3 separate regions of the Oryctolagus cuniculus genome follow, and regions 1 and 2 are each linked to region 3. The links are chromatin contacts, called in public Micro-C maps. All regions are on one chromosome and are shown on one strand. Each heading gives the region's core, a stretch centred on a gene start, on an enhancer-like site or on the middle of the called end of the contact. The rest is flanking DNA. Distances are from core to core; before and after follow the strand shown.

Region 1 (3,627 bases), core at 1,128-3,627, 190 kb after region 3:
ACTGAGCCATCATCTACTGCCTTTCAAGGTGCATCAACACGATGCTGGATCAAAAGTAGAGCAGGGGCCAAGCCGGCGCCGCGGCTCACTAGGCTAATCCTCCGCCTAGCGGCGCCGGCACACCAGGTTCTAGTCCCGGTCGGGGCGCCGGATTCTGTCCCGGTGGCCCCTCTTCCAGGCCAGCTCTCTGCTGTGGCCAGGGAGTGCAGTGGAGGATGGCCCAGGTGCTTGGGCCCTGCACCCCATGGGAGACCAGGAAAAGCACCTGGCTCCTGGCTCCTGCCATCGGATCAGCGCGGTGCGCTGGCCGCAGCGCGCCGACCGCGGCGGCCATTGGAGGGTGAACCAACGGCAAAGGAAGACCTTTCTCTCTGTCTCTCTCTCTCTCACTGTCCACTCTGCCTGTCAAAAAAAAAAAAAAAAGTAGAGCAGGGGCCAGTGCTGTGGCACAGCAGGTTAACGCCCTGGCCTGAAGCACCAGCATCCCATGTGGGTGCCAGTTCTAGCCCCAGCTGTTCCTCTTCCAATCCAGCTCTCTGCTATGGCCTGGGAAAGCAGTAGAAGATGGCCCAAGTCCTTGGGCCGCTGCACCCATGTGGGAAACCTGGAAGAGGCTCCCAGCTCCTGGCTTCGGATCGGTGCAGCTCCAGCTGTTGCAGCCATCTGGGGAGTGAACCAGTGGATGGAAGATCCCTCTCTCTGTCTCTACCTCTCTCTGTAACTCTGTCTTTCAAATAAATAAAATAAATCTTAAACAAAAAAAAAAAGTAGAGCAGCTGGGACTTGAACCAGCACTCTGCTGTGGGACGCCAGAGTCTCAAGTGGTGGCTTAACCCACTGTGCCCCAATGCTGGTCCCAACACGTAATCATTTTGATCAAAGAACGTGAATCCAGGATTGAAGAGGGTGTTGAACAGGGTACAGATGCAGATATAGTATACCAGGAATCACTACTGAATAGGATTCTCAGGTTCAGTAAAGGTTAAATTGATGAAAAAAGGAATACTGGCAAGAATAGGAGGCAAGGTCATAGGAAGTAGTCACATCAAGTAACAGGAAGTGAACTGGTACTTGAAAAAAGAAATTATTGAGTTACACAATGAGCTATGGCTGAGGGGCTCTGGGAAAGTAAAATTGGATGGCATGTGCATATGGAAGAGGCTGTCTACAATTCATTAGAGAATGACTGGGGCATCCTTGGGCTCTGAAGGGGACTCTGGAGAGGCGATTTGAGAGTGATGATGCCAATGGTGATAAAGCATCCTTTATGTTACAACTGGCAAGAGCTTACTAAGCTCATACATTTTAAATCTACACACACAGAAATATAAACAGAACTCTTCCGATGAAGATTTCTTAAAGGGCAGCATACAATGACCTAGGACTTGGCATCTGTAAGTTTGGGTTTGACCTCTAGCTTCCAGTTACTGAACCTTAAGCAAGTCCCCTCACCACCCTGAATTTGAATTTCTTCACCCAACAAAACTGACGACCAGTGGCACAAGGCGAGACAATGCATCTGAAAGCATTCTGTACGCCAGAGAACCAGACAAGCGCTACACTGTTCTCACGGAATTCTCCACTTCACCCAGCGGAGCCACGAATTCCATGAGAAGACTCCCATCTTCACTGGAGTCTCCTGAAAAAACAGCTTCCGGTCACAGGCCGCCTGGGCTCTGCGGGCATCCCTCGTGGAATAAAACTTGATGATGGCATAGAAACCAGGACGGGCCACGGCGGCGTTTGGGAAGACCCGGACTGAATACAGAAGGCCAAACTGGGAGAACGCTGCGAAGAGCGCTGTGCGTGGCCCCTGGGAACCCAGTCTGCATTCAGATCGGAGTTTTTATGGACATTAGTATGTGTCCCTCATTCTTCCTGACCGTCTCCCTCTACTGGGAAATTCTTAGTGGGGGCTTTCTGGGTGTAGAATTCCTGAACATCCTAGGACCCTAGCGCAGTGTTATTGGGCCTGATGGCCCCTCTGTGCAGGGTAGGGGGATTCCCCTGAGCTGCCCCGGGGAGAGGGCCGAACCCTAACAGGCTCACTGAACAAGAGCAAATTCTTCAGGTGCAATTGTTGGTCTGTGTCTGGGGCTTGTTTCCTCGTTCCATTGCTAAAAAAAATTTCATTTTCTTTAAAAACCTCATCTTCTGTCCCTCTTGCACACATAGGCTGATACCTACCTAGCTACCTTAACAGGTCCAGAGCTCAGCTCTCACACCAACAAAGTTTCACCCCTCTGAGGGAACCGCACACGATACCGTCCAACGCTGCCGTCCTGGTGCTACTGCGCCTGCGCGGTTCCGGCTCAAGCCTTACTGCGCCTGCGCACGGCGCGCCCGCCAGTTTTGGTGAGCGCCGCGTTCGAGGGGCGGGGCCGACGCTGCTCTGGTTCCCTCCCGCCCAGGGCGGTGGACGGCGGGCGGCGCCCATTCCTTTCGTTTCCCGCCTCAAAGGTTTCAGGGCTTGTGTTCGAGTGTGTTAGAGCCCCACAGGTGGGCGTACACGACGGAAGGGCTGGACATGTTCATAGCAGCCAGCTTCAGCTTCACGCGCGAAGGAGACCAGCGCTTCCCACCGAGCTCGCGGGACCCGGCCCTGAGGAGGCAGGCCTTGGGGACAGCTGTTTTCAGGCGTTTCCCATGCGCAGCTCACAGCATAACTCACTAAGCCACCGACAGCCTGGTCTGAAATCCTTACAAAGAATTCCCTGGTTGCCCTAGGTGATTCTGCCGAGATTCTGCTTGTGGCGGCCGGACGGCGTGGGTCGGGAGGTAGAGTGAGGAGAGAAGTTTGCGAGGAAATCGGGTTGGGTGCCCGGGAAGAGGTGCTCCAGGGGTTGTAGTGGACTACTTGGCGGAGTAACAGAGAAGCAATGTTCCACGGCCTATTTTAGTCCTGGAACGGGGCCAGGGCCAGCAGGGGGCCTGCGCTGGTTTCTTCACAATGATCCTCAGATCTGGGCCGGTACACCTGTCCTCAGCAAAATGAGAAAGGGACAATATCAGGGCTTATTTTTATCTATTTCATAAAATGAATTTATTCCATTTCATTCTCCTGCAAGTATAGCCCCCCCCCCACCCAATTTTTAAACATTTTTAAAGTTTATTTGAAAGACAGCTACAGAGAGGGAGGTCTTCTATCTGCTGGTTCACTCCCCAAGTGGCTGCAACAGCCAGAGCTGCGTGCATCTGAAGCCAGGAGCTTCTGGTTCTCCCACGTGGGTGCAGGGGCCCAAGTTCTTGGGCCATCTTCTGCTGCTTTCTCAGGCTCATTAGCAGGGAGCGTGATCGGAGTGGAGCAGCCGGGACTCGAACCTGCACCTGCATGGATGCTGGTGCTGCAGGCCTGGGCTTTAACCTGCTGTGCTGCCCCTACCTACAATTTTAATGCCAAAAATTGCTTTATGGAAACTGACTGATGGTGGATAGTTGTTTTGATATATTTTTTACTTGGGTATTAAAATAAAAAAATTGGAAATCCCAGATTTAATTTTTTTCAGACAGGGCCATTCATATGACCATTAAAAAAATATATTGATTTTTTTTTTTTTGTATTTGAAGTGCAGAGTCACAGAAACAGATCTTCCATCTGCTGGTTCACCTTCCCAAATAGTTGCATCT
Region 2 (3,878 bases), core at 408-2,907, 140 kb before region 3:
GGCCAGGTTAATGTTGCACGGATTAATGAAACTTCTGTAGCGTTTGGTGAGGGCAGGGAGACAAGTGATGACACTTACAGAGATGCAGCTCCAGGTGTCTGCTTGTCTCCCTTTCCCTCTTTCTTGGAGCTTTGAAAACGTGGCCCAGAAGAGCTTCAGGCTGTCCCCATTCATAAACATGACTTGGCTGCAAGCTTCAAGACACCCACAGCGGGAGCCCTCTCCTGTTGGGACGAGCATTTGTTTCCTGTGGGAGGCAGGCAGTGATGTTTACAACCCAGATTCGACCCTGATGAGGCTGATCAATCTGCATGGGGGGGGGGGGGAGCTTGTCCCTGGCAGAGGGCCCATCAGATATCACAGCGGGGGAGGGGGAGGGTTGTGGCATGGATGCCGCTCCAAGAGCCAAGATCTGTGTAGGTGAGGTTCAGGTGGGAGGAGGCTGACCTCAGGTGTGAGGGCAGTGACTCCCGGGTCACCCAGGTGCCTGGGACACTGGGAGGAGAAGAGGAACAAGGCCAGGAGGGTGAGCAGGGTTGGCAGCATTGGAACGTGGCACCAGCAGGTGGGGTTGTGCCTGGGCCTGGTGATGATGACAGGCAAGGGTGTGTTTTATGTGCTGTCTCACTAGTCAGAGAACAAGACTGGCTTCCTGCAGCTCCAGATCTCAACCTGGCCCTTCCTCCTCCAAATTTCAAGCTTCACCTGGGTCCAGGGTCCCTCTAAAATCAGTCCTCAGCAGGTGCAATCAAGCAAGCGTCCTCAGTTTCTCAAAAGGTGATCTCCAGCCTCCCAACCACTTCGTTTAGAGGATTAAAAGGAGTTTAGTTTGTTTTTGGCAGTTGGATTTGAACTCCCTGAGTATGACAGACCAGAAATACACTTCTGAGAGTGGCCGTTTAGCACCTCCATCAGAACCACCTGGGAGAGTGGTGTTGAGAAATACACATTTCCCCAGGCCATCCAGACACGGTGAAATACAGGATTCACCGCCCCAGAAGGCAAAGGGTGTGCCTGGGTGGTGCTCACGGGTGCTAAGTGCTTGGATGGGCACTGCCACCCAAGGAGGCCCATCCTGCGCCTCGGGTACCGCCTAAAACTGGTCTACGCTGGATGCGTCCCCAGCTCTAAGAACTAGCAACAGGGCCAGTTAGGGACTGGACGGCGCGGGCGGGAGGCTGGGAATTTGTTTTTTGAAGCACATTTCTGCAATCAGCCGGGGCGGGGGGGGGGCGGGGGGGGCGGATAGATCTGTCTGACTACCCTTTAAAACCCAAATCGGAGTGAATTTGCCCAAGCCGGATGTCCTTGGTTCTCAGAGCCTGTTTTCCAATCGGTCTGGGGCACTTGTTGCTTAGCTGTAAGAAGAGGAAATTAAGCGCAAAGAGCTGGGGGCAGTGTCGGTGCCCTCTTGGGAGAGAAGCGATTTTATCCCTCCCGTTCGGGTCTCCCTTCGGTGACCCCCTCGCCGCCCCACTCCCCAGCCTGGTGGGCAGCGGCTCCTTTAACAGCCCTGACGAATCGCCCGCCCATTTCCGCGGCCGGTCCTTGGCGCCCGGTAGGGGCTGGATTGGTCGGGCCTGGCGAGCGTCTAGCTCCGCCCACGCTGCCCTGTGGTTGGCGGCGGCGGCGGCGGGCGCGGGGCGGGTCCGCCGGCGGGGCGGGGCGGCCGGTGCCCGGGGGCGGGCGGGCGGCAGGACGGCGGCCGGAGCCCGAGCCCCAGTCGAAGCCGGAGCCGCGGCGGCCGTGGAGCACGGGCGCCGGCGCAGTACCATGAAGCGGCCAGCGGATCCGGGGTGAGCGTGCCTGCGTCGGGTGGGGCGGTCCAGGGAGAAGCCCAGCGGGCAAGGCCCGGACTCGGGGGCCCGACTCCGCAGGGTCCTCTTCAGAGGACCGGCTGGGTTCCCGCGGCCGTTGGCGCTGCGGGGCGCGGGGGGCCGGCCCCTCACTCGGCTGTCAAGGCTCCGGCCTTGACGGGGACGCCCACCTGCGACGCCCCGGGCGAACCCTTCCTTCCCTCAGGGCCCTGACGAGCGGGTCGGGCATGACCCCGGCCGCAGGTGCCTGCCGGCGCGTCCCGCTGCCCGTCGTCGCGGGGCTCGGTCCCCGCAGCACCCTCCACACGCAAACTAGTGGGAAGACAGACCGCGGTTTTGTGGACGGGGCCCCGGGTGGGTGCCGGCCCCCTGGGGCACCTGCGACGCGCCTGGAAGTTGAGAGCCGCGGCTGCGTGCGCCGCGGTGGTCTTCGCCTGGGTCTTTCCCCCCCGACTCCTGGAAGAAGGCAGGTGGTCCGAAGGCAGGGGGCGGCGGCGAGCCGAAACGCAGGGGATCGGGAGGTGAACAAGTGACATTGGGCTGAGGCCTAACGCCGGGTGCCCTGCGGGGAGCGCCGGGTGCTGGCCCGGGAGCCCAGACCCGAGAGCCGCGGCACCGCGCGCGCACACGGGCGCGGCGAGGGAGTTCCCCTCTTGGAACAGGATTTTTGGACAACTTAGCCCGGCGGTGGGTTGATAGTTACTGACACCACCGGTTGTTATGGTTACCGGGCATCCAATGCAAGGGCAAAGTCTGCTTTCCACCCTTGCCGTTTCTCCGGAGCTAGGAAGTGCTTACTTTGTCACCACTGCGCTCTGTGGACACTGCGTAGGGGACGCCCGCACTATTTTTTATTTTTAAGAGTTGAAGGGAAAGCGTGGGCTCCTTGAGGGCAGGGACGGAGCCTCTGCACACCTCCGCTGCCCTGCCCGGGACTGGAGAGAAAGGAAGTTTTTCTGTGTGTTGACGATGCTCACGAAGGGATTTAGCAGAGCCGGCTGTAAGCTGCAGGTGACTTGCACCCCAGGGGTACGGAGAGTCTGCGGACTGCAGGCTGGTGAGCGTCGGAGTGCAGTGACCCCGCAGGTTTCTGCTGGAAGAGTCGGAGCCCTCGTTCGGTTTTTACCCAACCCATGCACTCACTATTCCCGTGTTCCCCAGAATTGGCCCGAGGTCCACGTGTATGGGAAGTGAGATTTTTGTCGTGGGATTTCTTTCCTGCTCTGAGTCTCTGAGGGGTCAGGGAAGGCTGGGAGAGGGGTGCAGAGGGCTTGGGACTGCCCTTGACTCAGATCAGCGCGTGCTGGTAACCCAGCGGGAGGGAAAAGTAAGTGCAGGGTTGTTTGGGGCTGAGTGTTGGGGGCTTGAAGAGCCCGGGGAGGCCGTGGGTGAGAAGATGGGACAGGCACTGTTCCTGGTGGTGCCGTCAGCGTGCGTGCGGGGAAGACGCAGGACGATCAGGCTTTCAGACAACAGACGTAGAGGATGTTTGGAGAGAAAGAGACTCCTGGAGTCAGAGAGAAATATTCTGTACTGAGAGTCTGCTGTGTGCCACTAGCTGCTCTGCACTGTAGATACGATGGAGCGAAAAGGGGTGAGGATTTTGTTCCCGGCACGGGATTTGCCTTCCCTCCAATCAGGCTCTCCCGGTTTCTGAGGTTTTTCTGAAGCTCTTGAGGAAAGAAAGAGGAGGAGGCACAGAATATGCCAGAACTAAAAAGAGCGATGGGGAACTCTTTACATCTTTACTTTTCATATCAAACAGCGTTTGAATTTTTTATTTATTTTTTAATCTTTTAAAAAAATTTTAATTTATTTATGTGAGAGGTAGAGTTACAGACAGTGAGAGGGAGAGACAGAAAGGTCTTCCATCCAATGGTTCACTCCCCAAATGACCGCAATGGCCGGAGCTGGGCCCACCAAAGCCAGGAGCCAGGAGCTTCTTCTGGGTCTCCCACATGGGTGTGGGGTTCCAAGGACTTGGGGCATGTTCTTTTTTTTTTTTTTTTTTTTGGTTAAGATTTATTTATTTATTTATTTGAAAGTCAGAGTTACACAGAC
Region 3 (3,871 bases), core at 155-2,654:
ATCTCCGAGGAAAACCACTGGAGAGGGGATGTGAGAGTAGTGTTTGTGTGTCAGCTTCTCCTTTCACTGAGGCACGTGGGCTCACAGATCCTGCTGTCAGCTTGCAAGAGGGACAGGTAACCTGTAAAGAACTCCTCCCAGTTTCGGGGCGGGAGGCTCCTGCCTGGGCATCCAGCCGCCGCCCTCAGGAGTGCTGGGGCCTGTGTTCCCACACCTCTGCCAACCCAGACCTCTTTGCAGGTGTATCTACTGCCCAGATTCGTCCTGCTCTTCAGTGGCACCAGTAGGAATTTGTCCCTTAACAGGGGCCTGGATGAGGGGGTGAGGGATGGGGAATTCTATCCACGAGGTTCGGGTTCCCCAGGAGCATCTCTGGCTGCTGTACTTGGATCGGATTGACCCAGAGAGCCCGTGGCTGGCATTTGCTGGCTTCCCACACTTCTTTGCTGCTTTCTCCAGCATTGCTTAGTCGTTTTGCCCAGACCAAGAATTGCCAAGAAATTTTAGAGAAGTTGGTGTCCACTTTTTCTTTTTCCTCCCAGCGTGATATTTAAGACATTTTTTTTCCTTGGGCTGCGAATTTTACTCTCTTGTTACAAACATGTCCTTCCTCCCCGTCTCTGGCTGGTGGAGGGCAGCCCCCAGAGACTGAACAGCGGCGCGGCTCTTTCATTCTGACAGCTCTGTGACCTTCAACTTGACCTTGTGCAAGTCTTCAACACAGCCAGGCCCCTCAGCGAGTGAGTGGTGGTTCAGGTGGTCCCAAGCTCCTGGAAGCCGCGTCTTCACATGTCCCAGTAAACACACGAGGCGGTCCGCGCAGCTTGCGGTGGGTGACTTGGTCACGGTTCACTCCAAAGGGGAACTGACGGCTGCTGGACACGACCGAGGGGGAATTCCTGAGGGCCTTCGGGGCATAGCGGGCGCAGCTGGAGGACCCCGGGCCCCGAGCCCGGCGCCGGCTGCCGGAATCTCCCTTCCATTGCCGAAATCCTCGCTCCGGAGGGCGCTTCCTCAACCTGGTGGCTGATCTCACCTCGGTAGGAAGATGGAGACGGGGGTCCCGGCCTCTCCCGGATCCAGTCACGCGGTGGGTCCCTGGGCAGAGTCAGTGGCGCCGCCTGAACATGTTGCCGGTCTCCCCCAGTTCTCGGACAAGGCCCTGGAGTCAGTCGTCCAGCGCTCCCACCCGCCTCATGCCGCAGCCAGGTCCACCTCTTCAGCCGCCGCTGCCAGCCCAAGGCCCGGAGCACCCAGGCCCCGCCCCCTAGAGGCTTCGCCCAGGGCCCCGCCTTAGGCTCCGCCCCACCCGGCCATAGGTCCCACCCCTAGATCGGGCCCGCCCCGCCCCGCCTCTTAGCCCCGCCCCGACCGGAAGAAGCGGCGGTGCCGGGCGCTTATAGGGCCGGGAATGGGGGTGCCGCCGCCACCTAGTGAGCTGTGCGTCCGCTGAGGCGCCGTCGCCGCCGCTGCCGCGCTGTCGTCTCGGCGCCCCCGCCCGTCCTCCGACCGCGCCGCCCCCGGAGCCGGCCAGCTGGGCCCGGAGCCAGGGCCGCGTCCCCACCATGCCGGCCCGGCGGTTGCTGCTGTTCCTGGCGCTGCTGCTGCCCAGCTCTGGGGTGAGTGACCCGGGAGGGAGAGCGGCGTGGGGACAGCTCGCGGCGGGCTGGGTCGTGGCCGGGGGAGGGTCGCTGCGGCCGCCGGGGTCGGAGTTCGAGCCGGGAGCGTGGCTGCCGCCCGAGGCCGAGTGTGTCCCGCCTGGCCGCTGCCGGGGCGTGGGAGGCGGCGCGGGCCGGGAGCGCTTCCCCGGAGCAGTCGTGGCCGCAGCCGGCCACGCCGAGCGTCCGCCACCCCAGCGGCCTCGAGGCCGGCGCGGCTGTCACAGGCAGCGGCTCCAGGAGCGCCGTGGGCTCCGGCGCAACTTCGTGGCGCTGTGGGCGGCACCTCGGCGTCTTCGGGAGACCGGGGGCCCCCGGGAGGCCGCCCACCTGCCGGACCCTCCCCTCACACAGGTGGGCGCCGGCTCTGCCCGGCAGTGGCCGCGGAAGAGGATGTCCTGTTTTCCAGTCCTTGACCGGACTTTGGGAGAGGGGCGCAGCAGGGCTGGGTGCGCATTCGCGCTCGAGGACTGGGTCCTGCTACCTGCCCTGCAGGTTTCCTGGGAGATTCCTTATGTGCGCCTGGACTTCGGTGAGAAAGTTAAGAATCGGACCCTTTTAGGACCGCATAGGTCCCGGAGTGAGGCGGCTCACGACTTCAAATGCAAGAGCTCCGCGGGCCGCCAGAACTCTGGAGATAGGGGACCGATAGGAGCCTGGTGGGCCTTGATTTAACTATTTACGCCCGTCATTCCGGCTGGGCATTTGGGCACCAAGGCTAGGGAGGACATTTTGTGGACAGGTTGCCCCCCCCCCATACCCCCCTTTCTGGTTAAAGAACCTGGATCAGTGAGTGCTTTTTTAAAAAAACGTATTGTTCAGGATGTGGGTCTGGCACATGTAGACAGGTTCCGTTTAATGACTTCTTGAAAGGCACTGTGTGCTCTTTAATATGGCATATCACGTACCAGGTGTCCAGGTGGAGAGCTGACATGTGTGTACCTGGGTGCCAGCTCCCCGGCGAACTCTTTGAACTGGTAAATAATTGTGCTCCTGGAGTAGCAAGAATTTGGAAGCAGCCAAAGTAATCCAGGGGAGCTTTTTCAAATTCAGGAATTTTTAAGACACAAATTTGTAGATGTTTGTTCATAGTCAGACTTTGTAGGTTAAAAAAAATTTTTTTTAAATCCATTTTCACAGCTGGGTCAGGTTTTCAACTTGAATATTTCACCTTGGATTGGTTCACTGCTGCCTGGCCTCTGTTCACAACATTTGACATGGAAATTGACCATTTCGTGTCATCAGGGTCTGCCCGTATGTGGTATTCTTTTCACATCTTTCCATTTGCTGTTCTTCCATTGGATTCTAGTGTTTTAGTGAGAAAATCACTTAAGCCAAAGAGCCAAAAAGAACTGTTTAACTTTAGTTGGGACTATAGTTTCTGTTCCTGTAAACATCTCCACATTGTTTTTAGAAATCCAGACTTCTCAGAGTTCATGGTAAAATATTTTTCAGATGCTTATCAAAAGGTTATGTTTTAGTATAGCAGATTTTTAGATAAAAGGTCAGAATTCCAGTCCTAGAATTTTCTCCCAGTGAAAGTTTAAGAGTGATTATTTTAAAATGCTGAGTAAAAACAAAGTTTGCAGTTAAACTAGGCAGCAGTAATGTGGAGAATGCAATTACTATAAAATAGACAAACGGGAGTTCTACCTGGTCGCTTGCTGGCTGCGCCCTCAGGCAAGTTATTTTACTTCTTAGAGACTCGGTTTCCTGATACTTGAAGTGGGAGGCATCTGACACCTGAAGGAAGGTGCCTTTTGTATAGTAGATCATAAATGTGCAGTCCCTTTTCCCCCGAGAATGCTTTTTACTCTATCAGCATTTTCTTAGTGTTATACTAGGCTGCCTCTGGAAGGAATGTTTTTTGATTAAGAAAATTTGTTTTTGATTTTTGTTTTTTAAAATTTGTTTTATTGAAGACGAGAAAGGGGAGAGAAAGAGAGAGAGGGGAAAAAAATGCTCCCATCCTCGAGATCACTCCCGAAAGCCCACAGTGGCCTTGCCCAGGCCAAGGTGGGAGCTGGGGACACAGTCCGGGCCTCCCACAGGAGTGGCAGGGGCCGGATCACTTGAGCCATCACTGCTGCCTCCGAGTCTGCGTTAGCAGGAAGCTGGAATTGGGAGCCAGAGCCAGGGATGGAACCTCACATGGGTGCAGGTGTCCTGAGTGCTAGGCCAGATGCATGCTACTGATACACACACACACACAC

Evidence for each region. Hi-C and Micro-C count contacts between places; a contact is called where the count stands out from the background.
Region 1: a contact with region 3 is called in a Micro-C map of ear pinna, with 3 times the contacts expected there. The contact joins the promoter of ICAM2 here to the promoter of ERN1 in region 3. A contact is called at or near these places in 2 of 6 Hi-C or Micro-C datasets (ear pinna and an unstated tissue).
Region 2: a Micro-C map of ear pinna shows a contact between it and region 3, with 2.0 times the contacts expected there. The contact joins the promoter of TEX2 here to the promoter of ERN1 in region 3. A contact is called at or near these places in 2 of 6 Hi-C or Micro-C datasets (ear pinna and skin fibroblasts).

What each region holds. Positions count from the first base shown.
Region 1 is chr17:14,740,067-14,743,693 of mOryCun1.1, forward strand. ICAM2 (intercellular adhesion molecule 2) reads left to right here and starts at 2,378. Exons shown (of 6, transcript XM_008271705.4): 1 at 2,378-2,727; 2 at 3,573-3,627. It overlaps LRRC37A3 (leucine rich repeat containing 37 member A3), which reads right to left and starts at 2,359. Exons shown (of 14, transcript XM_070060480.1): 1 at 2,188-2,359.
Region 2 is chr17:14,415,395-14,419,272 of mOryCun1.1, forward strand. It overlaps TEX2 (testis expressed 2), which reads left to right and starts at 1,658. Exons shown (of 12, transcript XM_070060475.1): 1 at 1,658-1,796.
Region 3 is chr17:14,553,218-14,557,088 of mOryCun1.1, forward strand. ERN1 (endoplasmic reticulum to nucleus signaling 1) reads left to right here and starts at 1,405. Exons shown (of 22, transcript XM_008271709.4): 1 at 1,405-1,619. The coding sequence starts at 1,566.